Regions from separate parts of the Mus musculus genome. Here regions 1, 2, 3 and 4 are each linked to region 5. The links are chromatin contacts, called in public HiChIP or PLAC-seq and promoter capture Hi-C maps. All regions are on one chromosome and are shown on one strand. Each heading gives the region's core, a stretch centred on a gene start, on an enhancer-like site or on the middle of the called end of the contact. The rest is flanking DNA. Distances are from core to core; before and after follow the strand shown. Region 1 holds the start of Grk6 (G protein-coupled receptor kinase 6). Region 2 holds the start of F12 (coagulation factor XII (Hageman factor)). Region 3 holds the start of Dbn1 (drebrin 1). Region 4 holds the start of Slc34a1 (solute carrier family 34 (sodium phosphate), member 1). Region 5 holds the start of Caml (calcium modulating ligand).

The links. Promoter capture Hi-C pulls out the DNA fragments that hold promoters and counts their contacts. HiChIP or PLAC-seq counts read pairs in DNA pulled down with a chosen protein or histone mark. Capture Hi-C pulls out chosen DNA fragments and counts their contacts.
Region 1: an H3K27ac HiChIP or PLAC-seq map of stem cell-derived neural progenitor cells shows a contact between it and region 5. The contact joins the promoter of Grk6 here to the promoter of Caml in region 5. A contact is called at or near these places in 8 of 39 promoter capture datasets (the 3T3-L1 cell line, the C10 cell line, the HPC-7 cell line and 5 more), 4 of 484 Hi-C or Micro-C datasets (Th1 cells, embryonic stem cells, nephron progenitors and 1 more), 10 of 115 datasets of contacts at active chromatin or transcription factors (the SCID.adh cell line, embryonic stem cells, microglia and 3 more) and 3 of 9 other capture datasets (adipose tissue, liver and pancreatic islet).
Region 2: an H3K4me3 HiChIP or PLAC-seq map of bone marrow-derived macrophages shows a contact between it and region 5, with 2.9 times the contacts expected there. The contact joins the promoter of F12 here to the promoter of Caml in region 5. A contact is called at or near these places in 2 of 39 promoter capture datasets (the C10 cell line and the HPC-7 cell line), 1 of 484 Hi-C or Micro-C datasets (Th2 cells), 6 of 115 datasets of contacts at active chromatin or transcription factors (the 230-238 cell line, the SCID.adh cell line, bone marrow-derived macrophages and 2 more) and 3 of 9 other capture datasets (adipose tissue, liver and pancreatic islet).
Region 3: a promoter capture Hi-C map of liver shows a contact between it and region 5. The contact joins the promoter of Dbn1 here to the promoter of Caml in region 5. A contact is called at or near these places in 10 of 39 promoter capture datasets (the C10 cell line, the HPC-7 cell line, embryonic stem cells and 5 more), 4 of 484 Hi-C or Micro-C datasets (B cells, the Ba/F3 cell line, olfactory sensory neurons and 1 more), 5 of 115 datasets of contacts at active chromatin or transcription factors (embryonic stem cells, microglia and pancreatic cancer cells) and 3 of 9 other capture datasets (adipose tissue, liver and pancreatic islet).
Region 4: a promoter capture Hi-C map of adipose tissue shows a contact between it and region 5. The contact joins the promoter of Slc34a1 here to the promoter of Caml in region 5. A contact is called at or near these places in 5 of 39 promoter capture datasets (the C10 cell line, the HPC-7 cell line, hematopoietic stem and progenitor cells and 2 more), 1 of 15 datasets of contacts at CTCF or cohesin (CD8 T cells), 3 of 484 Hi-C or Micro-C datasets (CD8 T cells, cerebral cortex and nephron progenitors), 8 of 115 datasets of contacts at active chromatin or transcription factors (the SCID.adh cell line, acute myeloid leukemia, bone marrow-derived macrophages and 3 more) and 5 of 9 other capture datasets (adipose tissue, embryonic stem cells, liver and 2 more).

Annotation. Positions count from the first base shown.
Region 1 is chr13:55,442,957-55,449,037 of GRCm38.p6, forward strand. It overlaps Grk6 (G protein-coupled receptor kinase 6), which reads left to right and starts at 2,375. Exons shown (of 16, transcript NM_001112711.2): 1 at 2,375-2,604. The coding sequence starts at 2,553.
Region 2 is chr13:55,422,562-55,428,471 of GRCm38.p6, forward strand. F12 (coagulation factor XII (Hageman factor)) reads right to left here and starts at 4,243. Exons shown (of 14, transcript NM_021489.3): 1 at 4,151-4,243; 2 at 3,742-3,799; 3 at 112-211. The coding sequence starts at 4,207.
Region 3 is chr13:55,483,548-55,489,628 of GRCm38.p6, forward strand. It overlaps Dbn1 (drebrin 1), which reads right to left and starts at 4,529. Exons shown (of 15, transcript NM_001177371.1): 1 at 4,316-4,529. The coding sequence starts at 4,401.
Region 4 is chr13:55,397,045-55,402,464 of GRCm38.p6, forward strand. It overlaps Slc34a1 (solute carrier family 34 (sodium phosphate), member 1), which reads left to right and starts at 2,604. Exons shown (of 13, transcript NM_011392.2): 1 at 2,604-2,691; 2 at 3,393-3,522; 3 at 3,644-3,793; 4 at 3,881-4,009; 5 at 4,083-4,226. The coding sequence starts at 3,414.
Region 5 is chr13:55,621,168-55,626,664 of GRCm38.p6, forward strand. Caml (calcium modulating ligand) reads left to right here and starts at 1,838. Exons shown (of 4, transcript NM_007596.2): 1 at 1,838-2,089; 2 at 3,544-4,004. The coding sequence starts at 1,924.

The DNA.
Region 1 (6,081 bases), core at 1,125-3,624, 180 kb before region 5:
TACTCACTGTCTTTTCCAATTTTCTTTTCTTTCTTTCTTCCTTTCTTCCTTTTTTTTTTTTTTTTTTTTTTTTTTTTTGGTTTTTCGAGACAGGGTTTCTCTCTGTAGCTTTGGCTGTCTTGGAACTCACTGTAGACCAGGCTGGCCTCAAACTCAGAAATCTGCCTGCCTCTGCCTCCCAAGCGCTGGGATTAAAGGCGTGCGCCACCACTGCCCTTTCTTAGGTGCCTTCAGATTTTCTTAGAGTCAGGACCTGCCTCTGCTTCTCCTAGGACTCCTCCCAGATGGAAGAGTGTTCAGATACTAGACACCAAAACCGATTGCCTGCCATTCATAGCCCAGAGCCCTCTAGGAAAGCAAATTTACTCATCTCCTTAAAAATCTGCCTCCATGACTCCCCATTACCCTCAAAATGAAGTCCAAGGACATCCTGGATCCAGGCTCCATCAAGACACTCTCCTCACTTCATGGTTCCCGAGCCCACCCCAATGCCCACTGCAAATTCTACAGACGCTCTGCCCTTAGGTGTTATATATATTGAGCACCCTCCCCTCTTCTCCTGACCCTTGTTCATTCTGCACTTGTTTAGATAGACTTGTTTACTTATATAACTTATTAATCTGTTTGTAGCTAGAGAACAAATACAGTTGACTGTCTTCTTCTACCAGATGAATCCCAGGATCGAACGCAGGTCTTCATATTTGGTCAGGCTTGCCCCCTGGCGCCTTTACCACCTGAGCCTTCTTGCCAGCTACAGGATCCTCGAGGATGCTGAAAGTGTTCTTTATCCAGGTTCTTTCCATCCTCCATGAGGTCAAGCCTTCACAGGTGCACATTCTCACTAGCCCTCAGGTCTCACCTGGACACAACGGTCTTCACTTGGTGCTTAATCATCCACTAGTCTGAACTATCATTGGTAAATATGTCACCCTTCCAGGAGTTTCACATTTCACAAAACAAACCCTTCTCTGTAAACCACAACACCTTCCATGGTCTAGCTGACACCCTTTTGTCACCATGGTTTGCTTTTGGCTCACCTCAGAACACAGGACTCTGGAAACATTTATGCTTTAGTCCTCGCCAAACTTAACTTTAGGCGTGGTGCCGCTTCTTGATTTGCTCAAAAGTCATAGCCTGTGACCACTCTGGTCCTTTAATGACATGGGGCGGGGGGGGGGGGGGCATGCGAGGCACCACAAAGCGTCCTCTCTAGTTCTTTGTTTTAGTAGCATTCATTCTAAAACCACCCATTAATGTGCTCACTTACAGGACAGCTACCACCTTTCTTCCCGCCTAGCACGTAAGCACTGAGAGTTTGGTTTTCTTGCTGTTACCACTATATCCGGCACCTGGCTGGGTGCCTGGGAAAAAAAAGCAGTGGCAGTATATATATATTTTTTTTCAAAAATGAATGAATATGGATCAAAAACATGTAGTTGAATCCGGTTGTTCCTTAATTCCCGAGTTTGGGCAAGCCTCCGTTTCCTGCTGTGCGAAAAGGGGTGGTGATGAGGAAGTGGGGGATTGAACTACACTGTGTTGATGAGATGCAAAATTCGGACCTGTCCCCCCACTCCCGGTCTCCGCGTGCAGCCAGCCACTCAACATCCAGCGCCTCAGGTCCCCACCTGTACAATGGGTGTGAACTCATCCTCAACGACTTGGGGTGGTTGCGCTGCCTTATAAGGCAGCAGAGGCCGAAGGCGCCGGACGGGTGGGAGGGGAGAAATCACAACATCCGGCTGCGGGGGCGGGGTACGGGGGTGCGGGGTGCGGCTGAATTGGAGGCAAGCGCTGCTGGGAAGGCAATAGCTTCCTTCGGTCCTCTGCTAGCTTTGGAAGCGCGCCCTTCTGAAGCAGCTGACCTAAGGGACGACGGCAGGACACCCATTCTAACCAAGCTACCTGATAGCCGGCAGGAGACACAGCGTGTCCCCAACAAAACCCTAGAAATCCCGTCGGCGCACCAGACACACAGCCACGCCCCCATCCTTTCACCCAATCAGATCGCAAAGCTGGATGGTCGACACGTCTTTAATCCAATCAGATGTTGGGTCTTCTGGGCGTGGTTCCCGAGAGGCCCCACCTCCGATTTCTCGGCAGAGGCTCGGCCCTAATTGGCAGCTCGGCATCCTACGAAGGCCTAGAAATTCGAACCTAGGGGCCGAATCCCGTCCGCAGTCCAACCAGAAATCGGCGACGCAACGGGGCCCTCCCCCTCTCCGCAGGGAGCGAGTTCCCGGCTCCGTGGGCGGGGCAAGAGAAAGAGGCTGACCAATAGTAGTCCGGCGCGGGGAGCGTCCGCTCGCCCATTGACTGAGCCAAGTAAACAGAGGGCGGGGCGGGGCGGGCGCCGGTGGACCGGGAGGGGCGCAGAGTACGCGGCGGGCGGCGGCGGCCCGGAGGCCGGTGGGGCCCGGAGGCCGCGGCGCGGTCAGTCGAGCCGAGCCGAGCCGAGCCGAGCCGAGCCGCGCCGATCGCCATCGGCTCCGGCTCTCGTGGGCGGTCCCGGCCGGCGGCGCGGCCTGGCGGGCCGGGCGGCGCTGCAGCCCATGGAGCTCGAGAACATCGTAGCGAACACGGTGCTACTCAAGGCCCGGGAAGGTGAGGCCAGGCAGGCGGGCGGCCAGGCCTGGGCGCGGGGATCGCGGGCGCGCGACCTCCGAGCTCCATGAGGCGTCCGGGCCCCAGTTATCCTCGTGCCCTGGAGTCTGCACCCGGACTCTTAAGCGCAGACATGAGCCCTTCCGGCCCTCCGCTTCTGCCCCCGGAACCCGGGGCCCAGGAGGGGCGGGGGTCGCGCCATGGGCCTCAAGTCGGGTTTGGGGGTGATGAAGAAGAAAGGGAAGGAAGGGAAAAGGTGGAACATGAGCCCCAGAGGAATGCGTGTGAGGCCTCTTCTACGTGAGAGGCAGGAAGGTGCCCCACGTGCCCCAGGCCCAGATGCCCTGAACGGCACAAAGTTGGTAATCGGTAAAGATTAGAGAATGAATGAGCCGAGCCTTTGTATAGACAACCCAACCGACAGGGGGAAACTTCTGGACACACACATTACATGCAGAACCACCACTCACCTGGAGCTTCTGGGCACTAAAAACGGGTGCATGGGTAACGTTTTTGGCATTTAGCAAGCCTTTGACCTACTAGGGCAGATGCACCGGGGAAATAAATGAGAGACGAGCATAACGGGCTATAAGGACTGTAGGGCTAAAAGCCAGTCTGGTCGACTTAGTGTGTGCGCGCACATGGATATGGTGCGGAGTTGCTCTTCCTTGGTTTCACTCCAGATGTTATTTGGCTCTATGGGTCCTAGATGACTAGAGCCAGACAAACGACATAGAGTGACATAATCATTAGATACCTGTAGTGCCCTACTCTGTCCAGGGTGCTGGTGGGCAAACACCAACAAGATTTTTCTTTTTGGAACTCCAGGGAGGGACACAGTGACAGCTTTCCACTTTCTGCTGGGTTTCCATGATGAAGGAACCTTCAGCTTCGCTGTTCTATATCAGTTTACAGGTGTGAAACTGAAGCTCAGATCAGAGATTGTAATTGACCTAGGGTCAGGCAGATACCCAGTAGAGTCTATAGGTAGCTCAGACAAGTCCCCAGTGTGCCGCAGTCCCTGATGTCCTCTGCCTACTTGGTGCATGTCACACCCAGAGAGGTGTTACCTGGAAATGGGATGGGCAGGTTGGATCCCTAGTGCCCAAGGGAGGCAATCTTATCTCCTGTCCCTTATCAAGCTCAGGGGCTGGGCCTTCCTCTCAGCCTCTGGGGGCATCTGCTGATTCTGTTCTGCCTCGTCATGCAGCCAGCCAGGGAGGAGGGATAAGGAGAGCCAAGGCCAGGCTTCACTTCCTAGGGCTAGCCAATTTGGGGCTCAGCTCTGCTGAGGGTATTGCCTTGTTGGGCGAGATCCTGTGGGCACCTTTGCATAGGTGAGCCGGCATTACTGGATCTTGGCCCAGGATATCATGGCCAAAATGAGGACTAGTGCCTCCTCTAGAGGTCCTGTGTCCTGGACTTGCTGTGACAGCACTGTACACACCTGCATGGCCTTTAACCTGCTTTCTGTCCCTCAACATTATCGTTTCCTTATTTTACATGTAAATTTTAAGGAAAGCCTCATTGCCCCGAAATCTTCTATACCTAGGGACTGCTTGTGTGAGAATCAGTGCACAAAACAGCTAGCAGCTTGAGGCCAGCTTTCCAAGTGACCAGAGACCCTCACAGCAGTTGGGAAACCTGTGGTATATGCATACAGTTGGCTTTATTTTGTAGGTTCTGTTTTTGAGATGGTCTCACTATATGTATAGTTTTGGCTTACTTAGACCTTGCTATGTAGATCAGGCTGGCCTTGAACTCAGAGATCTACCTTTGCCTCCCAGGTGCTGGGATACAGCTCAGTTGGCTTTTAATAGACGCTAGTCTTGTAAGGAACTTGGATTTGAGAGCTGGGCTTGAATTCTCTTCTACTGTTACCCTCAGCCTCAGAATCCACTGCCCAGAGCCTAACTTGTATGTCATCTGGCACTAGGTGGGATGATCTTTGGGGTGCGTACCCTCACTTGGATTTCTTCCTTTCCCCAGTGCCAGAGGCCTACAGGAGGAGGGCAGAGTAGGGTGGAGAGGAGCCCCACAGATCGGCAGCTGGTTCTAGGACAGGATATTTGCATGTGACTTTTTGCTCTTGTCTTGATACAGCTGGGAGGATGGGGAGGAGGAAGTGGGGGGGGGGGTGAGGCAAGAAAATGTAGGGCTGGGTGGGGAACCTGGGGTGGAGGGAGAGTGGGAGGGAGCTCCCTCTGGGGAGGCTTGCCCATGGTTAAGGAGTTGGAGGTTTCTTGCTCACTTGCAGTGAGGCAATGGCTGTGGGGCACATGGGGTACAGGCTGTAGCTGGGCCACCAGAGAGGGTTTCTCAAGGGGACGCTGTAGCACTTCCTCTTTCCTCGTGGAGCCCAATTAGGGACCCAGCTGTGACCTCTTCCCAGAAGGCAGCTCCTCCCCCTCCATCACTTGCACTGGATCAGATAGAGGCAGTGCTGGGGAAACTGAGGCCTGGCTACGGAACTTGGTTGCCCTAGGTTGTCAGTAAATTGGAGCTAGGTCTTACTTCTCTATATAGTCCTAATGGGAGCTGGACACAGTTGCTCCCACTCATCCTACTGTGCAGTGATGACCGGAAGTGTACCCTGGAGATTCAGGTCCAGGAGGCTGCACGGCCCAGGTTCCTCCCGTCATTCTGATGTCCCCATGTGCTGTCCCAAAGACACTTGTGGGTCCCATTCTGACGTGCTCTGTTTGTCTGCAATGTGGGTTTTTTTGTTCACTTGGTTCTTTGAGACTGTGCCTAGTTTTCAAATTTCTAGTCTAGTTTGCCTGTCTCTCACTACTTCCGCAGGTGGGGGTGGGAACTCCTGAAGCACACATTTAGCCTACCTGTCAGACTCTGAAGGCATCCCAGCCAGCTCAGCCAAATAAAATAAGGAAGGCATCAGTGGGGTGGGGGTGGGGGGATGATGGAGCATCCTCCTGCCACCCCCTTGCTGAGGGCAGGGGATAGTTCTGGTGCGGTGATTGGTGTTACAGGGGTGAGGGGTTGTTCAGATTGCCTCTGGCATCTCACATGTGTCCCATATGACACAGGATCTCTGGCTGGCGTGCCTTGGCTTGTTATGTGATACCCTCCACTGTGGTACCTTTGTCTACTTTCTTGATTGATTGTTTAAAGACCATGGTCTCACTATGTAGCCTTGGCTGTTCTAGAACTGACTTGTAGACCAGGCTGGCCCCAAACTCAGAGATCCACCTGTGTTTTGAATGGCAAGTGCTACCATGCCCAGCTTCTTGTCTTGTCTACTTCTTTTTGTTTTTCTTCTTTTTTTTTTTTTTTCCAAAACATAATTCCTCTGTGTAGCCCTGGCTGTCCTGGAAGTTGCTCTGCCAACCAGGCTGACCTTGAACTCAGATTTACCTGTGTCTGCCTCCCACGTGCTGGGATTAAAGGTGTGCCCCACCACTGCCCAGCTCCTATTCTCCTAACCTGTAGACTTCCCACTGTGTTAGGAGTGAATGA
Region 2 (5,910 bases), core at 2,993-5,492, 200 kb before region 5:
ACACACACACACACACACACACACCTTTTGACCAAACACGATGCTTAGATAGCTAGACAGAGTCCATTTCATCCAGCCCCCTCCCCCAACCCCTATTAGAAAATGTCTTACCAGGGGCGGGAGCCTGGCCGCCTTTTGTGGATGCATTTGTGGTGTAGCTGACGGTGGTACTGAAAGGGAAAATGGCAGAGCCTCCCATCCACAGTGAGAACTGTAGGAACACCACACCTCAGAGCCCTGCCCTGAGACCCAGCTGCCCACCCTCTGCCTCACAGGGCCTGATTTGGAAAAAGGTCAGCTATGCATTCAAGACTGCATCCTGCTTAGAAAGTAGGCTTCTAGAGTCAGACAGCTGGAATAGATATCTGACCCTGAGCAAGTCTGAAACACAGGTGCATGTCACAAAGTTGAGCTCATTAAAGATTTAGGTCACACGCCTTTCATCCCAGAATTTGGGAGGCTGAGGCAGGCGGATCTCTGTGAGTTCAAGGCCAGCCTGGTCTACAGAATGAGTTCCAGGACAGCCAGGTCTATTACACAGAGATAGCCTGTCTACAAAACAAACAAACAAACAAACAAACAAACAAACAAACAAACAAACACTTAGGTCCCTTGGCCATTTTTGGCTTAGTAAACTGGCAACAGTAATGCAACTGCCAATCCTCACTGACTTTATATTTGTGAACCTGCCTGCTTTGTTTTGTTTTGTTTTTTGTTTTGTTCCCCCACCCCCACCCCCAAGACAGGGTTTCTTTGTGTAGCCCTGGCTGTCCTGGAACTCACTGTGTAGACCAGGCTGGCCTCAAACTCAGAAATTCACCTGCCTCTGCCTGCCAAGTGCTGGGATTAAAGGCACCCCCCCACCACTGCCCCTGCCTGCTTTGTAAACATTTATTTGTAAGCCCCCTCCAACCCAATACTTGTGACTCAGGCTGAGGATATAGGTCAGTCGTGTAGTGCTTGCTCACAAGTCAGCACAAGGCCAAAGAAAGCCAAAGAAACTGCCAACGTTCACAGTGCCTTCATGATCTTTATGGAATTGAATGGGTCAGTGAAAGATGCTCGAACACACACACATACACACACATGTACTTGCACACACACACGCACACATATACACACATACACACACACAAACACACACACATATGTACATACACATACACACATGCACTTGCACACACACATACACACACACTTCTTTTTAAAGAGGGCCAGAGTTTTAACTCAGTGGCCAAGCATTTGCCTGGCATACACAAGGCTCTAGGTTCGATCCTCAGTACTTCAGGGAGACAGAGTGGTTCTATGTGTATGCCCAAGTGTTACCTGAGGCTCCTACTTGCAAGAACACAAGAAGTTGTATGCGCCTTATGAAGAAAACGTGTCAGGGACACCTTGTCAGGCAGGCAGTAATAGTGGCATCGGCCATTAGATTAGTGTTTAAGGGATCAACAACATGCACACTGAATAATGTCTTTAAACAGAATCCAGATGTAACAAGATTACATGCTAATGATTGGTGAAAATGTCATAGCCAGAGGCTCACGGAACCTAATTTGTGAACGGAATCACTGAATTTGTGAACTTGATGTTCATGGTAGCTGAGAAAAGTATAGTTAATCATAAGAAATAATTATTGGGGCTGGCGAGATGGCTCAGTGGTTAAGAGCGCCGACTGCTCTTCCGAAGGTCCCGAGTTCAAATCCCAGCAACCACATGGTGGCTCACAACCATCCGTAACAAAATCTGATGCCCTCTTCTGGAGTATCTGAGGACAGCTACAGTGTACTTACATATAATAAATAAATAAATCTTAAAAAAAAAAAGAAATAATTATTGGGGCTATGGGAGGGTTTGGAGGGAAGAAAGGGAGGGGGATGATATGATTATATATATGTATATATATATGTGTATATATATATGTGTATATATATATATACGTATACACACACACACACACATATATATGTGTATATATATATATATATATATATATATATATATATTGTTTTTGTTTTCGAGACAGGGTTTCTCTGTGTAGCCCTGGCTGTCCTGGAACTCACTGTGTAGAGCAGGCTGGCCTCGAACTCAGAAATCTGCCTGCCTCTGCCTCCCAAGTGCTAGGATTAAAGGCATGTGCCACCACTGCCCAGTGATGTAATTATATTATAATCTCAAAGAGAAAATGAAAAAGAAATCACTGTCTACTTCAGGGGAACACCGTGAGGCTTAGTGGCAATGCTTGGGACATTGAGTCCAGGACTCAGTAGGTGCTCAACAAATGTGTTTTGTTTCTTCCTCTTCTTCTTCTTCTTCTTCTTCTTCTTCTTCTTCTTCTTCTTCTTCTTCTTCTTCTTTTCTCCTTTTAGTGGCAATTTAGCAACAGGGTGATAGAGAGAGGGAAGGGTCCTAGAACTTGGAGACAGGGGGCCATGGTGGGTCAGGTTGAAAGGGACAGCAGCTGATTGGCTTAGAGTGGTTAGGACAGAAGCCTGGAGGGTCACACTGAGTTGGGCTTCAGTGAGAGACATCACACTACAAGCCTCAGCTTGACCCCACAGACAAGGCTCACTGTGGTAGAGTTCTGTACTCACAAGTCCTATAGCAGGGTTTGGGGCAGGATGGGGGTGGAACCCTTCACCTAAGTCAAATTTACTAAAAGTTAAGATTTTTTTTCTTGGGCTGGAAAAATGGCTCAGCATTTGAGATCTACTGTCTGTTCTTGTAGAGGTCCTGAGTTCAACTCCCAGCAACCACATGGTGGCTCACAGCTATCTGTAATGAGATCTGATACCCTCTTCTGGCATACAGGTGTACATGCAGATAGAACACTCATACATAAAATAAATAAATAAATCTTTAAAAAAGAATTGTTCTTTCTTTAATTAATTAATTATTTACTATATGTGTTGCTGTCTTCAGACAGACCAGAAAAAGGCATCAGATCCCAGTACAGATAGATGGTTGTGAGCCACCATGTGGTTGTTGGGAATTGAACTCAGGACCTCTGGAAGAGCAGCCAGTGCTCTTAACCTCTGAGTTATCTCTCCAGCTTAAGAAAGAATTTTTTCTTTAAAATTAAAAAAAAAAGGAATTTTTTCCCCTCACAGTGCTGCAGACCAAACCCAGGTGTGTGTGCGTGCATGTTGGGCAAGTGCTCTGCCAGTGAGCTATGCCCTAGCCTAAGAGCTAACATGTTAGGGCATTTTCCTGGCAGCAGCATCTACAACAATGAGGAACCCTTTCTCCTCAGCAACCCGTCTAACTTTTCAGACAGGGAAAAATGAAGCAGAGAGTAAACTCACAAGTGAGAAAGTTAGGGTTTGGAGACAACTTGGGGTGTCTGTGATCTTGGGTGAGTCTAAAGCTCTGTTCTGGCTCCCATCGCCCACTGAAGCTCTGAACTCTACCGGTTATGTCTGACATTCTCCAGGAGTGTTGAAAGGAAAGGGAGGAAGATGGGGAAACTGGCGAGCACTTGTTGGTGTGCAGGTGTGATGACATCATCAGATGACATCATCTCCAACACTACAGAGTACCTGCCAGGCTCTAACACAGGCATCCAGGACAGCCCAAGCCTGGCACTCCGGGCACACATCTGAATCTGTAGGCACCCAGGTTTAAATGTCAACGGAACAGCTTGGCTCAGGATCCCTCCTTGCTCCAGAGGCCTGAGACCACGCAGGCTAAAGCACAGCCATCCCCACAGAGTAGATTAGGAAAAGAGGCCAGATCACTTACCCACTGTGGGCCCATCAGGTGCGTCCTTAAATTTCTTGGAGTCTTTCCATGGTGGAGCCTATAGGAGAGAGAAGGCAGGAACATTGCCCACAATGTTAGACTTCCCTTGATCCTATAGGCCTCAACCTCCTGCCACCTCGCCAAAGTACAGGATTTCCTCACAAAGTGTAGCCTTCCTTTCTCTTCTCATTGACTCCCCCACAAAAGTAGCCTGTGTCCTCACATCCACCAGCATGGGCTGCTACCTCCTTTGTTTGGATCTTCTGGGCTAGCTGTGCCTTCCCCCAACCCCCACCCCCACCACAAGTCTCTCAGTCACCTGAACTAGCAGGTGACAGGCAGAGGCTAAATCCGGAACAGGGACCCCTCACTGCCACTCTGGCTCAATCCCAGTGTCCACCGTCCTCACCGAAAGTGTCAGATCCAGACTCATCAGCAGAGACCCCAGGAACAACAGAGCCGTCATGGCGTCTGCCGATGGCCCCGCTGCCTGCCCAGGAGTGAGGATCAATAGATGCGGGCAAAGGTCTCAGAAGCTTCAGAGGTAGAGATTGGTCAAGCTTGCTCCTGGGTCTGAGGAGCAAGGGCTTCATGGGAGACCCAGCAGAACAGCGCTGTAGAAGTGTTTTGAGCAGGGAGTCACTGGTGGGAGTAGCGGACTGAAGAGTTAGGTTCCTGCCCTCCATTTTCCTGACTTTACTAGGATGGTGTTCCAGGTCCTGTTGAGGGTAAGGTAAGAATGATGGGACAAAACCTGCTTTCAGAATCTTACAGAATGCTTATGTGACCTTCCTTCATGCAGCTTCCTTCTGCTGTGTGACCAATTACCACACTCTGAGCACCCTAAAACAATGCCCCCCAAAACTACTTTTACGGATGCACAGACCCATGGGTAAACACTTGGTGCTGCATAGTTAGAGTTTCTGCCCAGATCATCAGAACGCTGAGGTTCAAGCTGAAGTCTCTGGAGCCTCTAAAGTGAGATCCCCCCCCAGGTCCTGGTCAGAACTCACTTCCATGTGGCTGCAGGACAGATGTCCCAGCTTCTTCTCAGCTGTCGACCACGGCTACGTGTGATTTCTACATTTCTGGCCACCTACTTCCTCTAACTTTAAAGCCAGTGTCAGGGCTGGAGGTGTCGCTCAGCAGGTATGGACTTTAGATCCAAAGGATCCAGGCTCTATTCCCATCTACCTACAGGAGGGCTCAGAGCTGTCTATAACTCCAATTCCAGGGGTTCTGATTGCCTCTTCTGGACTCTGCAGGTATCAGGCATGCACATGGTGCATGGGCATGCATGAGGGAAAACATTGTACATAGAATAAATAAATTAATTTTAAGAATTAAAAGCAATAAAACAGAGGGTGGAGCAGAGAATGTCCCTGCATTGAATTGCTTCACACTGTGTCTGCTTTGCCAGGAAACTTCTGGTCCCTTTTCAGGGCTCATCCGATTGGGTCAGGCCCATCAAGGATACTCCCACAGAGTGAGAGTCCATGGCGGTACATGATTTTACTGCCATGATGCAAAGGCAGGTAGGTCTGTATGAGTTCGAGGCCAGCCAGCTGTCTACACAGTGAGTTCTGGTTAGTCAGGGCTGTGTAGCCAGACTCAATATGGGCCCTTAATCACAGTTGCAAATTCTTTTCCTCTGGAGACACTATGTTTCTCAGGTTGACTTAATTGTGATTCTCCTGCCTGCTTCAGCCTCCCTAATTTCCTGTGCCACCATGGCCACCTACATCGGCAAATTCTCTTACAAAAGGACTGGGGATGTGGCTCCTCGGTGGAAGCATGAGACTCAGTGGCAGAATGCTCGCCTAGGATGCATGGCCTTGATTCCCGGTGCCTCAAGGAAATATTTTACAAAATAACCTCAATCACGGTCAACTTGGGTCACTGGGAGCAGGCAGAAATACACAGGGATGATGATCTCGCTGTCATCTCAGAATTGTACTCTTTCCAGAGTGAAGTGCTAAATCAAAGGGCATTGCCTTGTCTTACAGCTGAAGTGCTGGGCAGAAGGTGGGGAGCAGGACACTGTGGCTTTTTCTACCCAGCATTTATTTTGCTCAGTAGGAACCAACCCTCCCTCCCTCCCTCCCTCCCTCCCTCCCTCCCTCCCTCCCTCCCTTCCTCCCTCCCTCCCTCCCTTCCTCCCTCCCTCCC
Region 3 (6,081 bases), core at 3,279-5,778, 130 kb before region 5:
AGAACAGGACGAGGAGGGGGAAAGCTGTGGTTGTCGGTTGGTCATGACAATAAAGCTAGGCATGGCATCGTTCCGCTGAGCCGGGAGTCCTGGGTCAGATGGCAATCAGGGAACGGTGGGGGAGAAATCGCTGCCTAGTCAGCTCAGCGTCCGGCCCTAGCCCTGGCAGCCCACAACTCAGTGGAGCGGGTGTGCGATGGAGACTCCAAGGCAACGGTTCCTTGGTTACCGTTCCCTGGCGACCATGATTCTCATCCCTCATTGGCCAGAGCCAGGAATCTACCTGGTGCGTGCCTTGGTACCCGCTGCCCCTCCCCCTTTTGGGAGGGAGAAGAATCTGGTGCTCAATGCTGGGCATCCCCTGGTAACCATGGCAACCCAGCAATTGGCACAGAAATCAGCCCACCAGAGCTGCATTCTCCTCGAACACAAAGGACCCTGGGGACATCCTCAGACTCAATCTCTCCCTCTCTGAGATGGGGATGAGGTTGCTGTGACCACTCCCCGACTCTGACCCTAAGATCTGGTCTTCTAGCCCTGAGGCAGCCTCTGCCCTCCCTGAAGCCTCCTAGGACTACCATATAGACTGAAGCCGACCAGAAAGCTAAACTAATGACTTCCTTCCTCCCTAGCCTTTTCTGCTCTGTATTTATTCTTGGCAGGCATACTAACGCATCCATTTCATGGAAGGTAATGTAGTTATTCTTCCCTTGAGCCACCCCTCAACCCATCCTGATGCAGGCACCACGCTGGACACACATGAAGAAGAGACTCTTGGTCCCTGAGATTCAGAAGGGCTCAGAACCTTGCTCATCTCCCATTTCCCATCTAAGTCAGGAGGCTGGGGTGTGCGAGAAGATGAAAAAGCAGAGATGGAGGAAAGGGGGGAGCAGGGAGGAGGAAGAAAAGAAGAGGGGGAAGAGAACAGACAAGAGACAGGAGGGAAGTGGAAAAAATAAAAAATGGAGGAGGAGGGAAGAAAAGAAAAGGAGCAAAAAAGGAGAAGGAGGAGGAGGAGAAGGAGGAGAGGAAGGAACGAGGGAGGGCTAACCCCATGCCCCAGGGGTTATTGACCCCTGTTAAGGCGACCAAATAAGTCCCTGCAGCCCCTCCCCTTCCTGCATCCCTCCCTGCTTTGCTCCACAAAGAGACACAGGTGGGCTGCATGTCTCCGAGCCCTTGGTGCAACTGCTGCCCCAGCCAATCCGACAGCTGCTTTCCCCGCACAGCTGCCCCACCACCTGTCAGGCTGCCCTAACCCCATGGCCAGGAACAAAGAGCCCTCAAAGAAATAGGGTGTCTCCCTCTGTAGTCACGGATGAAACACTGAGCCAGCACCAAGAATCCTGGCTCCTTCCAAGACACTGCTCTGGCCATGACATCTCTCTGGGGCAAGCTGCTCATCTCAAGACTCTGAAGCCCCTTTTATCATTTCTCCATGCCCACCCACCTCCAAACCGTCCCTCTTCCCTGCTAGGGCCACAATCCTTCCTCAGCAGAGACTGTGTCTCATTCAAACCCTCTCAGCTCTGCCTAGCCCACCTCTCCAAAATGACTGTGTATTCACACCCACACTTGGGCCACGCTGGCTCCCAGATTCAGTTTTGAAGAACACTTTGTACCCAAGAGTTGCATTGCATTTTCCTGTACATGAAGACCACTCGGGATACCGCTACCAACTCCAGGGGCCAGCCTCAGGCTGAGCTTCACGCCCCAGAGTGCTATAGCACTCAGCAGGAACCGGGAAAGACATCTATCTGCACTAGCCCCAGACCCTACTGGACAGTGTTTCTCTAACATAACACAGGTACTCTGAGACTGGCAGGTAGGAGCTCGGAAACACTCAGGGCAAAGTAGAAGAGAACTCTAGATGTGCACACCTCACCTGCAGCAAGCCCTGGAGATAGCCACTGCCACAGGCTGTCCTGTCAGTCTTGGGAAGGCAGGGACTCTGACTGTGCTAACACACACTGCTGCCTCTATACAAAATAGCACCACAGGGATTTGTAATGTTGACAAAAACACTTATCTACCACCTAAGGCAGAGATACCTGACTAGGGCAAGGCGAGAGTCTGGCTTCAGCAGAGATACTAGCAGTGGAAGGTTCAAGACCGGCATGCTCTCAGGGAGCTGGAACTGGAAAGGCCCAGGAGACCCCAGATGGACTCTGCCCATCCCCCTCTTCCTCAGAGCACTTGAGAAGAGCAGGAACTTCTCACACAATGAATCACATCATAACCAGGGTGGTGCTGGCCTTTCCCACCACACAATCTGACTTCCCCTGTGACCTGCTTATAGCACAAGGACAGAGTGCATTTAAGAGACCCTCTGCCTCCTAGGGGCCAGCAGCCCCAAGCTCCACTATACACACACACACACACACACACACACACACACACACAGAGTCAAGGTACAGGGAAGACATCCAATACTCATGACCCAACGTTTGAACCCAGACACCCCTCCTGCTGGACTCCTAAATGTGGGTCTGTCCTGAGCCTTGAGATCTCAGCCAGCTGCTGGTTGTAGGATAAGAGCTGAGAAGCACCACGCCATCTTCTTCAGGATGGGACCCTCACCACCCTTTTACAACATGCCGTTAAGGCCCTTGGAAGTAAGCACACATATAAGCGAGGGTGCATCTGTGCATCTGCACATGTCCCACACACAACCCAGATGGGGCTGGCGCACAGACCAAGGATGAATAACTCCTTCCCTTTGGCTACATGGATGCTGCTGGTGATGGAGGCCCGGGCCTGTTCTGAGCAGGATGCGGGGCAGAAGTCATTAGTAGCCCCAGCACTGGGTTGCCAGTGTCCAGCTTTCGAGGGGTTAAGAGATAGAAGGTGTTGTCTACACCCCATAGACTGGCCAGTGTTTCTCCTCAGGCAGGGCCACATCCCCAAACAGGCTCCTCCACCAGGCCACTTGTCCAGATTGCCTCTCATGATCTCAGCCCCCCAGGGGCAGGGCTGGGACAATAAGATGGAAACTGCCCTGCTTGCCCTGTGCTGGCCTCTCCTATAACTGACCTGCAAGACACGAGAACTTGTCTCCTGAGTCCATCCCTCTGGGCCTGGCTACCGGCCAGTGCTGCAGTACCATGGCCTGGACGCCTGGTTATTTTGTTCCATCTTCCAGCCCCCCTACCCGGTTGCCCTCCCAGGGTGAGAGTGAGGCCAGCCCAACTGGAGGCTCCCTCAGATCAGCCCCAACTCGGCCTCGGTTTTCTCAACGATAGCCTACTTCCAGCCTAAGGAGAGGAAAAGATTCAAATACAATTTTTTTTTTTGAGAAGAACACTTGGGGGCTGTGCCCTGAATGGGGCATCGGAGCCCCCTTGGTTTTCCTGACACCCTGAGACTTCAGACCAAGGCAGGTGGCTCACACCCTCCTCCAGCTCAGGGAGGGTAACAGCTGGGGAGGGGGAGATAAGCCACTCACTCACTCTGCCCCAGTCGGAGGTTGATAGCCCCCTGCTGCTGAGTGGAGGGGCTAGGGTCCCAGAGATCTACTCATCTGGCATCCCTCTGTGGAGGCTCCCTCCACGCTCCCAGCTGCCCCCCTAGCCAAGCTGCTCCGTCCATCTCCTGAGTCTCTTCCTGCCTATCTGCCTCGTCCTAGCGATCTGCTCCTTCAGCAGGGGAGAGAAGGGCTCAGCCCTGCCTCTTCCTCTGCGATCCGTGAGGGATAAAGAAGTCACTTCGTGGTTGCCATGTGGCAATCAACCTCCTTGTATCACACCCTAACCTAGATGTGGGGGGAGACAACCCCGAGAAGCCCCCGGTGGGCGGGGCACGCTGGCCCCCAGCCCTCGGCGCTCCTCCCCCGCCCTAGCTTTCCTTTGTGCTGTGGCCGGGCAGGCTGCTCTAGCTCCGCTAGCTGGGTCCCCGCCCCGTCCCCACCCGGTCCTCGCCCGCTCGAAGGTGGCGAAGGTGCCCTTGGCTGGCCCGTGCACACCTGTCCCCCGGGCCCGTGGAGGGAGGCAGGGTGAGAAGGGGGATGGGCTCCGACAGGACCGTAGGACCCCAGGCCCCACGTCTGGGCTCCACACCCGCGTGGCTGGCGTCCGGCTCCCGCGCCCCCAGTGAGCCTTAGGGCGGCCTCAGGGCGCCCCGGCCCGCGCGCCCAGCCTGGCCCGAGCGGCCCCTCCCCCGGCTCGCACAAAGGCAGCCCCTCCCCGGCTCTCCCGAGCCGTTGCACCATTTCGGGGTCTCCCCCTCCCTTCCCGGTGGCAGAGCCTCGGGGAAACAAAGGCGCGCGGCGGCCTGGGGACAAAGGGGCCGGGGGCGGGGGCGGGGGCGGGGGGCTCACCAGTCGGCTGCGCTCTCCTCCCGGATCACCTCCTCGTACGCCGCCAGCAGCTCCAGGCGGTGGCCGCTGAAGCTGACGCCGGCCATGCTGCGGGCCGGACCGAGGCCGAACGGACAGACGCACGCACAGGCGGACCGACCGACACCGGAGGGAGGGGATGAGGGAGTCGCCGCCGCCGCCTCAGAGCCTCTGCAGCGCTGAGAGCGAGCGAGCCAGCGGCCGGGGGAGGGGAGCCGGCCGGCGGGGGGCGGGGGGCGCTGGCTCCGCCCGGCTCACTCCCTCGGCTCGCTCGGTCCTAGCGCCGCCCCGGCCCGGCCCAGGGGGAGGCCCGCCCCCCCTTCCCAGTTTGCCCCGGGGCGTCCCACACACGCCCCTCACCCTGCTGGCCAGCACCGGACACTGAGCTTCCGCTCTGCTCCCAGGGCCAGTCCCATGCACCTGTCTTGTCCTCGTCCCCAACCTGGCAGCACACCCCTCTTCCCTAGCCATAAACCCACCAAGATTCCAGGCCCAGATTCATCCCTCTCCATCTCCCCAGAGTAATTGACCCAGCCCAACACCCTTGATCCATTTAACTCCAGCCCAGACTCACATCATTCCTGGGTCCGTTACACCCTACCTTAAACCCCTTATGGTCCTTACTCTGTCCCTGCCCGGATTCAGTTCCTCATCAGACCAGGCCTGGGTTACGTGTAGTCCATTTCCTCTGAAAGGACCCTCCCTAGTCTACCACCACTACTTCCATCTCAGCTACAGGCCCATGCTTACCTCTGCACACATCCCACCTAGTCACCATACCCTCTTGCTATGCCAGCCTGTCTGAATTCCACTCAGACCCCTCTTCTTAGCCATACCTTGTCTCAAGCCGTTTACACCCCACCTCCCTCATCCTTTACTTTCAGTCATTTTCTTCCTCCCAGATGGGTATCAAAAAAAAAAAAAAAAAAAAATGATGCCTTCTTTTCCAAGTACCATCCCTCCTAAGGAAGCCCAAGTAGGGTCCCCAAGGCAGGGCTCCTCCAAAGCCATTCCAGGGAGAACTTTCTGGCACTTTTTATTTCCCAAAGCTCTGAGTGCAGAAGGGACTGGGCCTCAGAGACTTCTCTATGGGGACATGGCTGCACAGAGCTTCCAGGCACTGTTTCCTGTGGAATGGAGAACACTGAAGCCCTCCACAGCTCTGGTTAACCTTTCCATACCCACTGGACATCCCAACCCATTTCCCAGGCAGGCAGGCAGGCAGGCAGGCAGGCAGGCAGGCAGGCAGACAGGCAGGCAACAGTGCCTCAGCAAGTTTCCCCTGGGGCTGATCTGTGAACAGGAGGTGGCTGTTTTCGTCGAATTCCTGCTCTGACTTGGTCAATCATCTCCAACAAGAAACCAATACTTACATTCACTGCAATGCCTTGGAATGGGACACGGGAGAGGGTGGCCTTAAACCTCTGTACTTCACAAGAACCCTGCTTCAGGAGCTATGGGTACCCATTGAACCCATGCACCCCATCCTTGGGAGTTTCTCCACCAACCTATGGTGAGTCCTGGTGAGTGGTCAGTCCTGGGCCCTGATCCCAGATGCAGCTGGAACTCAATGGTTAGGGCAGAGGGGAATAGAGATGACATCAGATGGGGAAGGAAAGGAGCAGGAAGCCAAGGTGAGAACAGAGCTGCAAGCCAGGCAGTGGTGGCGCACGCCTTTGATCCCAGCACTCAGGAGGCAGAGACAGGCAGATTTCTGAGTTCGAGGCTAGCCTGGTCTACAGAGTGAG
Region 4 (5,420 bases), core at 1,354-3,853, 220 kb before region 5:
ACTACCTACCAGCTCAGGGATGGTTCCACCCACAATAGGTGGGGCCCTTTACCATCAATTTTACCAGTTCAGAAAATGCCCTTCAGACTTGCATACAACCCAGTCTTATATGTAAAGCTGACATGAAGCTATCTAGTACAAAATTTTCTCATTTATTTTATTTTATTTTATTTTATATGTATAAGTAATTTGCCTATCTATCAAGTGTGTGTGAGATGTCTGGGGAGGCCAGAAGAGGGCATTAGATCCCTTGGAACTGGAGTTACAGAAGGTTGTGAACTGAACCCAGGTCCTCTGGGAAAGCAGCCTAGTGCTCTTAGTCCCTGAGCCATCTCTTCAGTCTCTAAATCCATTCTACTTACTATTCCATAATTGCTAATCCTTTGCTTCCGATCCTCATGACTGCTGGAACTGCTCTCCAGAGCAGGGTAATTGTCAGAGGGAAATGGGTATCTGGACTGGCAGTTATAAACCAATTTGAAACTGATCTTAGTGGCCCACACCTTTAATCCCAACACTTGGGAAGCAGGGTTTGAGGCCAGTCTGCTGTATGTAGTGAGTCTCAGGACAGCCAGAACTACATAGTGAGACACTGTCTTAAAAAAAAAAAAAGCAAGCCAGGAGTGGTGGTGCACACCTTTAATCCCAGCACTCGGGAGGCAGAGGCAGGTGGATTTCTGAGTTCGAGGCCAGCCTGGTCTACAAAGTGAGTTTCAGGACAGCCAGGGCTACACAGAGAAACCCTGTCTCAGGTGGGGTGGGGGGTGGGGGAGATTTGGTCAAGCAAATTTATGGTCACTCTTCCTAAAATGTGAGGGTGCAGCACAGGGTCAAATCGCTTTCGTAGCACTGTGCAGTGCCTTGGGTTCCATCTTCAGCATCAAAAAGCCAATTCCGGTTTTACTTCCCATCCTTTCCCCTTCCTTTTGAGCATTCTTTGGCCTAAATTATTGCTTTAGGTAGAGCTGGAATCTGACCAAGCTGGGTCTGTTCTGCACTCCTCGCCACTGCACAGAGAGCCCTCGGAGAGTCACTATGCCCAGACCGTGAAGGACTGATCAGTTAACCTTGCTTAACTTGAAGCAGGAATGTGCAGAGGGGCCTGTCTTCTGTGGTAGAGAACAGTTAGATAAATGTTACCCTGAAGACACTGAGTGGATCTGCAGTTCCAGGGACCCTGAGTCATCAGAGGACAGCTGAGGAGTCTTGAAGCTCTGTTGGCAGAGAACCTCAAGGTGACCCCAGAGCCTGGTCTCTCAACCCTATCCCTGGCCCATCACCCCTGCTCTTGTTGTGGTTTCCTCTTCTGCTTCCTCAGACATCCCAACCTCAGCCCAGCCTGCTTTGCTCCCCCTGAGTTAAAGGAATTCATCCTCTTCCTTCTCTTGAGACACCCTGCCCTGCTGTAGAACACTCTAGTGTGGTGGTTCTCAACCTATGGGTTGTCTGAGGGTTCCCATTTCACAGGGGTCACCTAGGCCCATCAGAAAACACAGGCACTCCCATTAGGATTCACAACCATAGTAAAATTATAGTTATGAAGGAGCCATGAAAATAATTTTATGGTTGGAGTCACGACGATGGGAGGAAATATATTAAAGGCTTGCAGCGTTAGGAAGGCTTGGAACCATTGCTCTAGGGTACCTGCATTTGTCATGACACTTGGTTGCCATTTCTACTCGCTTAGAGATGACATCATTTGCAGCCGTCTCCTGGCCAGACTTTGAACATCCTGAGGGGCAGTGGCTGTGTGTGGTTTTACTTAGGACTGTACCCCAGCATCTAACTCAGAACTTAGGATCTACTATGCACTCATGAATCACTTGTTGGGTTTGGGGATGTGGCTCCCGTGAACTCTTTCCCACAGGACTTACTGCATATCATGCACTTCCAGATCCCAACTGTTCCTCTTCCTCCTTCCCAATGCCTCTGGGAAGCTTCCTGTCCCCTGTTTCTCCTGAGCCCACCTTAGTTCAGCCAGGCCACCTCTTCCCCGGGTCTCTCCTCCGCATCTCAGCTGCTGCCCCTGCTTCCAGACACTCCTTCTGACAGATCCCATAGCAACACTTTAAGAAGGATGCTAAACCACAGAGCCATCTCTTCTTGGTCTGGGCAGTGACTCTGTGATCTCTTAATCTCACATCGTGATCCATTGTTCAGCCCTGCAGACCCTCCACGGTTCAAAGATGCAGCCTCACTGGGATTCTCCCCTGGGCTCCCCCTTCTGTTGAAGTGTACCCCTTAAGACATACACAGCCTCACAGACATCCAGATGCATGGCAAGGTCACCAGATGTCTGGGTCACTCTCTGGGGAGTCCTGTCCATTCATAAGCCAAGAATGGACAGGAGACACAAAATTGCTTTTGAGTCCCTAAGAACAAGGTACCAGAGGGGTGTCGGAGTCTCTGTCCATGACCAGGATGAGCCTGTACCCTGTGGGTTGTGATTTGTGCTGGTGTAGTGAGAGAGGACAGTCTGACCATAGGCTCCCCCTGCAGAGGTGAAGATTAGCAATTAACTGGAAGGAATCTTGGGGGTAAAGTTAATTTAATGGGGAAAAGAGGGAAGGCAGCTAAAGTTCTTCTAGTTCATTAAGGACTTTGCCCTTGACCCGAGGGTATAAAGAAGAGGGTCTTAGTTCCTCTTTAGACTTCCCCAAGCAGCCGGGCTGGAGCTGAGCCACAGTCAAGGTGAGCCCAGGGCCCCTGTGTCCCAACCCTACCCCTATCCCTTCACCCTAGCTCTTTCTGGGTTTCCTCTTCCTGCTACACATGACATCCCAACACCAGCCCAGCCTGCTTTGCTCCCCCTGAGCTAAAATAATCCCTGCTCTTCCTTCTCTCGAGAGCACCTGTCCTGTCCTGTCCTGCCCTGTCCTGCCCTGCCCTGCCCTGCCCTACCCTGCCCTGCCCTGCCCTGCTGTGAACACTCTAGGCATAGTGGTACCTGAATTCGTCACAATACCTGGTTGCTATCTCTATTCACTGAGACATTATACATTTGCAGCTGTCTCCCCACTAGACTTTGAGAGCAGTGGCTGTATGTGTCTTTAATTGCTACTGTACTTGAGTGTCTAACTCAGAACTCAGCAAACACTACGCATTCAGGAAATACTTCCTGGGACTGGGGATGGGCCTCAACACTGGAGTGCCTGCCTCCTATGATGAGGCCCTAAGTTCCATTTCCAGCAAAACAAATCAGCTACAAAACCCTACTGGGTGGATGAATGGCTGCTTAGGTCTGTGACAAGCACCTGGGTGTCCATCTCTAGATGTGTCTGAGGATGAAAAGAATCACAGACCCTAAGTTGGATATCATCTATGTGGGTATGAGTGTATGAATGTCCCAGACACAGCAACTGTCAGATTTGTCCCAACCTTTTGATATGCAGGACTCATTGTGGGTGCCCAACATGATGTCCTACAGCGAGAGATTGGGGGGACCGGCTGTCTCCCCACTTCCAGTCCGTGGGAGACACATGGTGCATGGGGCAACCTTTGCTTATGTGCCCAGCCCACAAGGTAAATATTACTCCTATACCCTGAGACCTGCTTGCCCACAGTTGGCTACCTGCTGTCCCTCTACCTGTTTCTTCTGGGTTGCTGAGGCCTCTGGGAAGTCCTAATCAGTCTCCCTCCTCAGTCCTGCACAGGATTCCTGGAACATCCACCTATGCCATCTCCAGTCTGAGCCCGGTCACCCTCACAGAGCACAGCTGTCCCTGTGGGGAAGTCCTGGAATGTCATGACCCACTACCTACCAAGCTGGCTCAGGAAGAGGAGCAAAAGCCAGGTAGGCCAAGTTGGGGAGCAGTGGGATTATGGGCGGTCACTTGCTCTAGTGTTCTGTCCACTGTCTTCATGTTTGCCCCACCTCCAGAGCCCAGGCTGTCCCAGAAGCTTGCCCAGGTTGGCACGAAGCTCCTGAAGGTGCCTCTGATGCTGGCTTTCCTTTACCTCTTTGTCTGCTCCCTGGATGTGCTCAGCTCCGCCTTCCAGTTGGCTGGAGGTAGGGCCCAGGTGGAGAAGGGCAGGGAAAGGGTTCAGAAGGGTCTCAGTTGACACTGGCTTCTGTTCTGCAGGGAAGGTGGCTGGGGACATCTTCAAGGACAATGCCATCCTATCCAACCCAGTGGCAGGGCTGGTGGTGGGGATCCTGGTGACAGTTCTGGTGCAGAGTTCCAGTACCTCTACATCCATCATTGTCAGCATGGTCTCCTCCGGCTGTGAGTCGGCCCAGCATGGCCGGGGATAGAGCCCAAGGGCCTGGTCCTTCACGATCGGGGCAGGCATGTGGAATTGCTGAGGAGGCTGAGGGGAAGGGTGGGACTTCAGCATCTCTTGCACTGTCCCCTGAAACAAGGCCAAGAGCTGAGTCAGAAAGGAGCTCCGGGAGCTGGGGAGTGTGGCAGAGGGGGAACCACAGCTCCTGGAAGGCCACCTCCCTTCAGCCACACCATTGCTCAGGAAAGCCAGAGAAAGCCAGCCAGTAAAAACCACCCCACGCATGCAATCTATTGCAAAGAATTGACTTACAGGGCTGCAGGGATGCTCTTAGTGGTCAAGAACACAGGCTGCTCTTCCAGAGGACCCAGCTTCAATTCCCAGTACTCTCATGGCAGCTCACAACTGCCTGTAACTTCAGTTTCACCTTGAGTTTCAGGATCTCCAACACCTTCACTCAAACATACATGCAGGCAAAACACCAGTGCACATGAAATAAAAATAGATACATCATTAAAAAAAAAAAAGAATTGACTTTTGAGATTGTGTGGCTGGGTGCCCAAGTCTGACATTTACAGTGTGACCTATTCAGAGGGGCAGGGTGTGTAGGTGGAAGCCAACCCTGTGAGCTACAGGTGAAATCTCTCCCTCCAGGAAGATCACGAATCATCTTCTTTACCTGGGGCTAGGGAGTCTCAGTGGGTCAGAGTGCTTGCTATATGATGTGAAGTCCCCTGTTTGAATTTCCAGTACTCACATAAGAGCCTGGGCACAGCTGCACACACACCAGTGCCAGGAGCATCGGTGGAATTGCTGGAGTGCCATGGCTACCACCTAGCTCCAGGTTATGCAAGAGATGCTGCCTCATGGTAAAAAATTAGAGAGTACTAGAGCTGAACGTGTGAATTCTTCGGGTTTCCACCTTTGCATACACCACACACACACACACACACACACACACACACACACACACACACGCTCACACACGTAGACACACAAAAATACTCTTAAAATCAACTGGGTGCTATCAGCTAGCCAAGTCAACACATAAAACCAGCAATCCCACTTGTGGTAAGGCATACCTGCACACACACACAACGTGTGGACTGCACAAGGTGTGAGTTCCCATGACACAGTCACATGCACATGTCCACGCTCAGGAGCACATGGACACACCCTGTACAGTGTGCGAATCT
Region 5 (5,497 bases), core at 588-3,087:
TCCAACATGATGATCACGGACTGATAACCCTCCAAAACTCCAAGCAAGCCCTAAGTAAAAGCTTTCTTTTATAAGAGTTGCCTTGGTCATGGTGTCTCTTCACAGCAATAGAAAAGTGACTAAGACAGCAACATTGGCCATTTAGGTGTTTGTAAAGCTGGTGGACATACCCATGCACCAGTTACTCTCTGTCCAAACAGAAGGAATGACGTAAGAGGAGAGACAGCTGTGCACCGGAAGTCAGGATAAAGTGAGGCAGACAGCAGTTTTTTGTTTCCTTCCTTCCTTCCTTCCTTCCTTCCTTCCTTCCTTCCTTCCTTCCTTCCTTCCTCCCTCCCTCCCTCCCTCCCTCCCTTCTTTCTTTCTTTCTTTCTTTCTTTCTTTCTTTCTTCTTTCTTGAGACAGGGTCTCAGTGTGTAGCTCTGGCTGTACTGATTGTGTAGACGAAGCTATCATCAAACCCACAGAGAATCACCTGCCTCTTTCTCCTCATTGCTTAGATTAAAGGCATGCACCATCATACCAGGCTAATTACCACTAGTTGATAATCTGTTGGTGTAGAACAAAATTCTGGAGCCACTTGTCTACTGATGGAATGCATCAATTGCATCTTGAGCTTCCATTTCGTACTGGGTGGGTGTGTTTCATTGCTTGGTTGCCCATCAAATGGGAACCTGATCTGCCTTGCTGACAAACACTGCCGCATATGATGGCTTTCATTAGTTTATTGCCTCTAACCTTAATATGATCACTGTGCTCAGGCCTGACCCCTTCCTTGGGTTTTTCATGGGCTATGGTGAGCTCTGGGGTGTCTCCTCAGCTGCTGCTTCACCAAAGACGTACCAGGTCTGATCTGAAAAGCCCAACAGCTGGCACACGCCATGTCAAATGGGCGGCTTCGCAGGGAATGAAACAGTTAATTTTAACTGCTCAAGCTTGCACTTCCCGAAATACTAAATCTGGCTAGTATTGAACGGTTTTAACTCTTCGCATTCCTTCAGCACGCCACCACTTGAGCTGGGGAGAGAACTCAGAATGAACAAGCTGGTTCAGACTGCAGGATCCTTTGTAATATATAATAATACCGCCGAGCGGTGGTGGCGCACGCCTTTAATTCCAGTACTCGGGAGGCAGAGGCAGGCGGATTTCTGAGTTCGAGGCCAGCCTGGTCTACAGAGTGAGTTCCAGGACAGCCAGGGCTATACAGAGAAACTCTGTCTCGAAAAACAAAAACAAACGAAGAGTATACAACCGAGCCCAGGCCCGTTGTCTGTTCCTAACGTGAGCTCTCTGGCTACCGAGGCAAGGCTGTTAGGTGTAGCCAGAGTCCGCAGTGTGACTCCCGGATTAGTAAGAAGGAGAGAGAGCTCTTTCTGCAGCTCCATAGAGAAGTGGACGGCCTGGGACTGGATAGTGGATTGAGGCTCCTTCGTTTGTTGTCCAGACATTTTCAGTAAAGAACTAGGATCACCACAGCCACCAAATCCCAGGGCCACGCTCCCGGAGAGCGTCGCACCCGCAATTACGTATCCAAGGAGCAGAGACGCGTTGGCTGGTAAAAAGCTCCCGCCGCTGCAACCTCCATTTTGCTTCCTGGCAGAGAATAAAATGGACCTGCTCCTCACTGTCATTTCACTCATCAGGAGGGCATCCGTCTCTTCATCTTCGAGAGCAGCTGTGAGGTAACCTGGTGGCGAGAAACCTGAGCACTGCGAGCCAACTTAGGAAGAGGGAACCCTTGAACTGGGCTTGCCCTCACTGAACATGGCGGCAGAGCCTGGCGCAGCCGATTAGCGCATGCTCACGCTTCAGTTCCCGCCCCTTAGAGGGCGGGATTACAGTGGGAGTGGGAGCGAACTCTGCGGCCCTGCCATAAGTCATCCTTGCCTTTACCGTCAGCCTGATCTAGACCGTAGAGAAAGCATGGAGCCGGTGCCTGCGGCCACGGACGGCGGGGAAAGACCCGCGACGCCGTCGGGCCTGTCGGCTTCTCAGCGGCGAGCGGAGCTGCGGAGGAGAAAGCTGCTCATGAACTCCGAGCAACGCATCAACCGGATCATGGGCTTTCACAGGCCCGGGAGCGGCTCGGGTGAGAGCTTCGGTTTCCCGTCTCCCGCCCACCTCTTTGAGTCTTCAAGCTCCTTCTGCCCACTCCAGCTCGTAAACATTTTGTCCCCAAAATGCATTCTGACCGAACTCTGTCACCGCTCCCTAGGTGACGACCCATATTATATTGTCGCTTAACCCCAGGACGCTCCTTGTTGCTTCCTATTTTCTTGGATCCTTGCCCGGAGGTCGTCTCCACCCTGGCTACAAAGCCTTCGTTCCTGAGTCTCTGTGTACGGTTATCTGAGACAACCCCTATGTTCCTGATTACTCGCCTTTCTTGAAGGCTGTGCATTTTATCCCCAGACCTCCCAGGGAGATTTTCCTATAAGCTCCAGATGCCTTTATTCCCAGTTACTCCCCATGACATAGCTTTTGCCTTTTGCTTCGTAACTCTCGTCCACCACATCAGTCATTACTCAACTGTTGGCTGGTCCGTCCGTTGTGGATTAGAGACCCTATTTCCCTATCTTGGTGGCTATGCTCATTGCTTTCAAAATTATCACCTGTCACACAGGTCCTCCCGAAAGATGTGATGTCCCTGCAGAGATTTCCTTTCATTACCATACATACATCACGTTTCAATAACTGCATTTGCCCTAAGAAAATTCATCTTTCATGCAACCTTGTGTCCAGGACACTGTTTTCTTGTGGACACAATTGAATTCTACTATGCTTGGCCTCTCTAAGTTTCGATTTGGGTGTTTCCTTTAGTAATTGGCTTTTTAGTTGCTCTTTGTGAGCTTGGTAGAACTCAAGAATTTCTCTGAGGCGTTAGAGATATAGTTCTGAACTTCTAGACAATATAAATGAGAGATATGGCTACCACTTTCAAAATCATCTGAAACAGTACAGAAAATATTTTTTTTGTAGTGATCATTCTGAAGATATTCTTAAAGTGTTGGTGTTTGTCTTTCTCAAGTCCCTTTCTTATTCTGTTCTTTTGCTTGAAAAATTTTATCATTTTTAGAGTTCTCTCTTTAAAAGCTAGAACAGCATCCTAAAAGTGCCTGCTCATAGCTGCCCGGGAACAGCAACAGTGGGTACAGGCGGCGCCACACCCTGTGCTCACAGTTAGAAATGCAACTGTAAAATAGAAACCTTGAAAGACTTCAATGATTTTGTATTTTTATCAGTATTAGCTAGTGAAAGAAACTGAGGCACACCTCTTGAGTATTTTGTCTGTGAAAGAGCTATTCTTTATTCCTTGGGACATCCCGTGCTAACTTTGGTAGTTTCTGTCCTCATTGTTTGAACTCCCCTCTGCCAGAGTGCTAGTTTTGCGGCGTTGTATTTTGAAGGTGAAGACGAAGGAGCTGGCTTTGTTTTCTGCATCAGTATTTGTCTGGATTCAGAGACCAAGTTCTAGCAGCAGTGGGAGTGTTTAAGGTGTTTGTGAATATGTAATACACAAGGCTTTATTTTTTCCCCCCTCAGAAGAAGAAAATCAAACAAAATCAAAGCCACAGGACAGTGACAAACTGAACTCCCTCAGCATCCCTTCAGTTTCAAAGAGGGTAGTGCTTGGTGATTCAGTCGATGGAGGAGGAGCTGACCAGCTCGGTGGTGTGGCAGAAGTCAGGGGAACCCAGCTGGGAGACAAACTGGACTCATTCATTAAAGCACCAGAGTGCAGTAGTAAGGATGGAGCTGAGCTCCGGCAGCGGACCAGAGGTGACCTGACAGCAGACCCGGCCCAGAGGGCTTCTCACCACGGCCTAGAACAGTACCTTTCCAGATTCGAAGAAGCGATGAAGTTGCGCAAACAGCTGATCAGCGAGAAACCCAGCCAGGAAGATGGAAGTACCGCGGAAGAGTTTGACTCTTTTCGAATATTTCGATTGGTGGGGTGCGCTCTGCTCGCTCTTGGCGTCAGAGCCTTTGTTTGCAAATATTTGGTAAGACAAGAGCTTCCAGTTATTAACTAGAAGAATGCAAGTTGAGTTGTCGTGATAGGGATTTCTTGCCAGCATTACCAGATCTATCATCAGGCTGTTTGAAAGTGTAGTATAAATTCTGTTATTATCCCAGTTAGAGAATGAGAGCCTATTTATGGTAATAACTAACATCTGTCTACATGCCAGGTACCACTTTATATGCTTGTCTTTTATTCATTGATTTAAATTCCATCTTTATGCACTATATGCTGCTTGAACCCACAAGGACTCAGATGAATTCTCTTACACAGCCGCTGACAGGTGGGGTGAAATACAGGCAGTTTCATCCCAGAACCGGAAGTCCAGATGCTTATATATACTCTGTATTAGCTAGTAGTTTTCCAAGTAGTTTGAGGCATTGAAATGTACTCCTTGTGGTTCAGTGTAGATTGGCATTGTCTATAGTTCAGAAAGGGTTTCTGCAGTATGTAATGTAGTAGCCTCATAACGACAGTTCCTGATGGGACGTAGAAGAGCGCAGAAAGACACAGTTACAGTTCAGTGTCTTGGTGAGAGCTTTTTTCAAAAGATCTATTATTAGTTTATTTTTGTGTTTTGCCTACATGTATGTATGTGTACCATGTGCATGCCTGGTGCCTCCTGAGATCAGAAGAGGGTGTCAGGCCAGGCGGTGGTGGCGCATTAATCCCAGCACTTGGGAGACAGAGGCAGGTGGATTTCTGAGTTCGAGGCCAGCCTGGTCTACAGAGTGAGTTCCAGTACAGCCAGAGATACACAGAGAAACCCTGTCTCGAAAAAAAAAACAAAAAACAAAAAAACAAAACAACCAACCAAACAAAAAGGTGTCAGATCCTCTGGAACTGGAATCGCAGGCAGCTGTGAGCGACCATGGGGGTGCTGGGAACTGAACTCAAACACTGTTACCCAACCAGCCACTGCTCCAGCCTCCCAATGTCTTGATTTGAAGTAGGACCATTCAATAGTCATTTTAAGAATGCTTACTGTATATTGGGTATGTACAAAACATCGTAAGGCAAAACAAGTTTTAAAATGTGCTTTATGCAGCCAGGCATAGTAGCTCATGCCTTTAATCACAGCGCTTGGGAGGCAGAGGCAAGCAGAGCTCCGAATTCAAGGCCAGCCTGGTCTACAGAGCAAGTTCCAGGACAGCCAGGGCTTCACAGAGAAACCCTGTCTCAAAGACAAAGCAAAACAATATAACAACAATAACAAAACCTCTGATTTTATGCAAATATTTTCTTAAATAGAATCTGTTCAACAGATTTGATTGTCTCTCTGATGATAAATTCTCACCATAACAGAGGCCAGATGATTTTAGTCTGCGAGCCAAGAGCTGCTCTTATTTAAGGGCTCTGTGCTGTCATGATTCAAAAGCTATGCCTGGTTTTTGTTTTGTTTTGTTTTGTTTTGTTTTTTGTTTTTTGAGACAGGGTTTCTCTGTGTAGCCCTGGCTGTCCTAGAACTCACTCTGT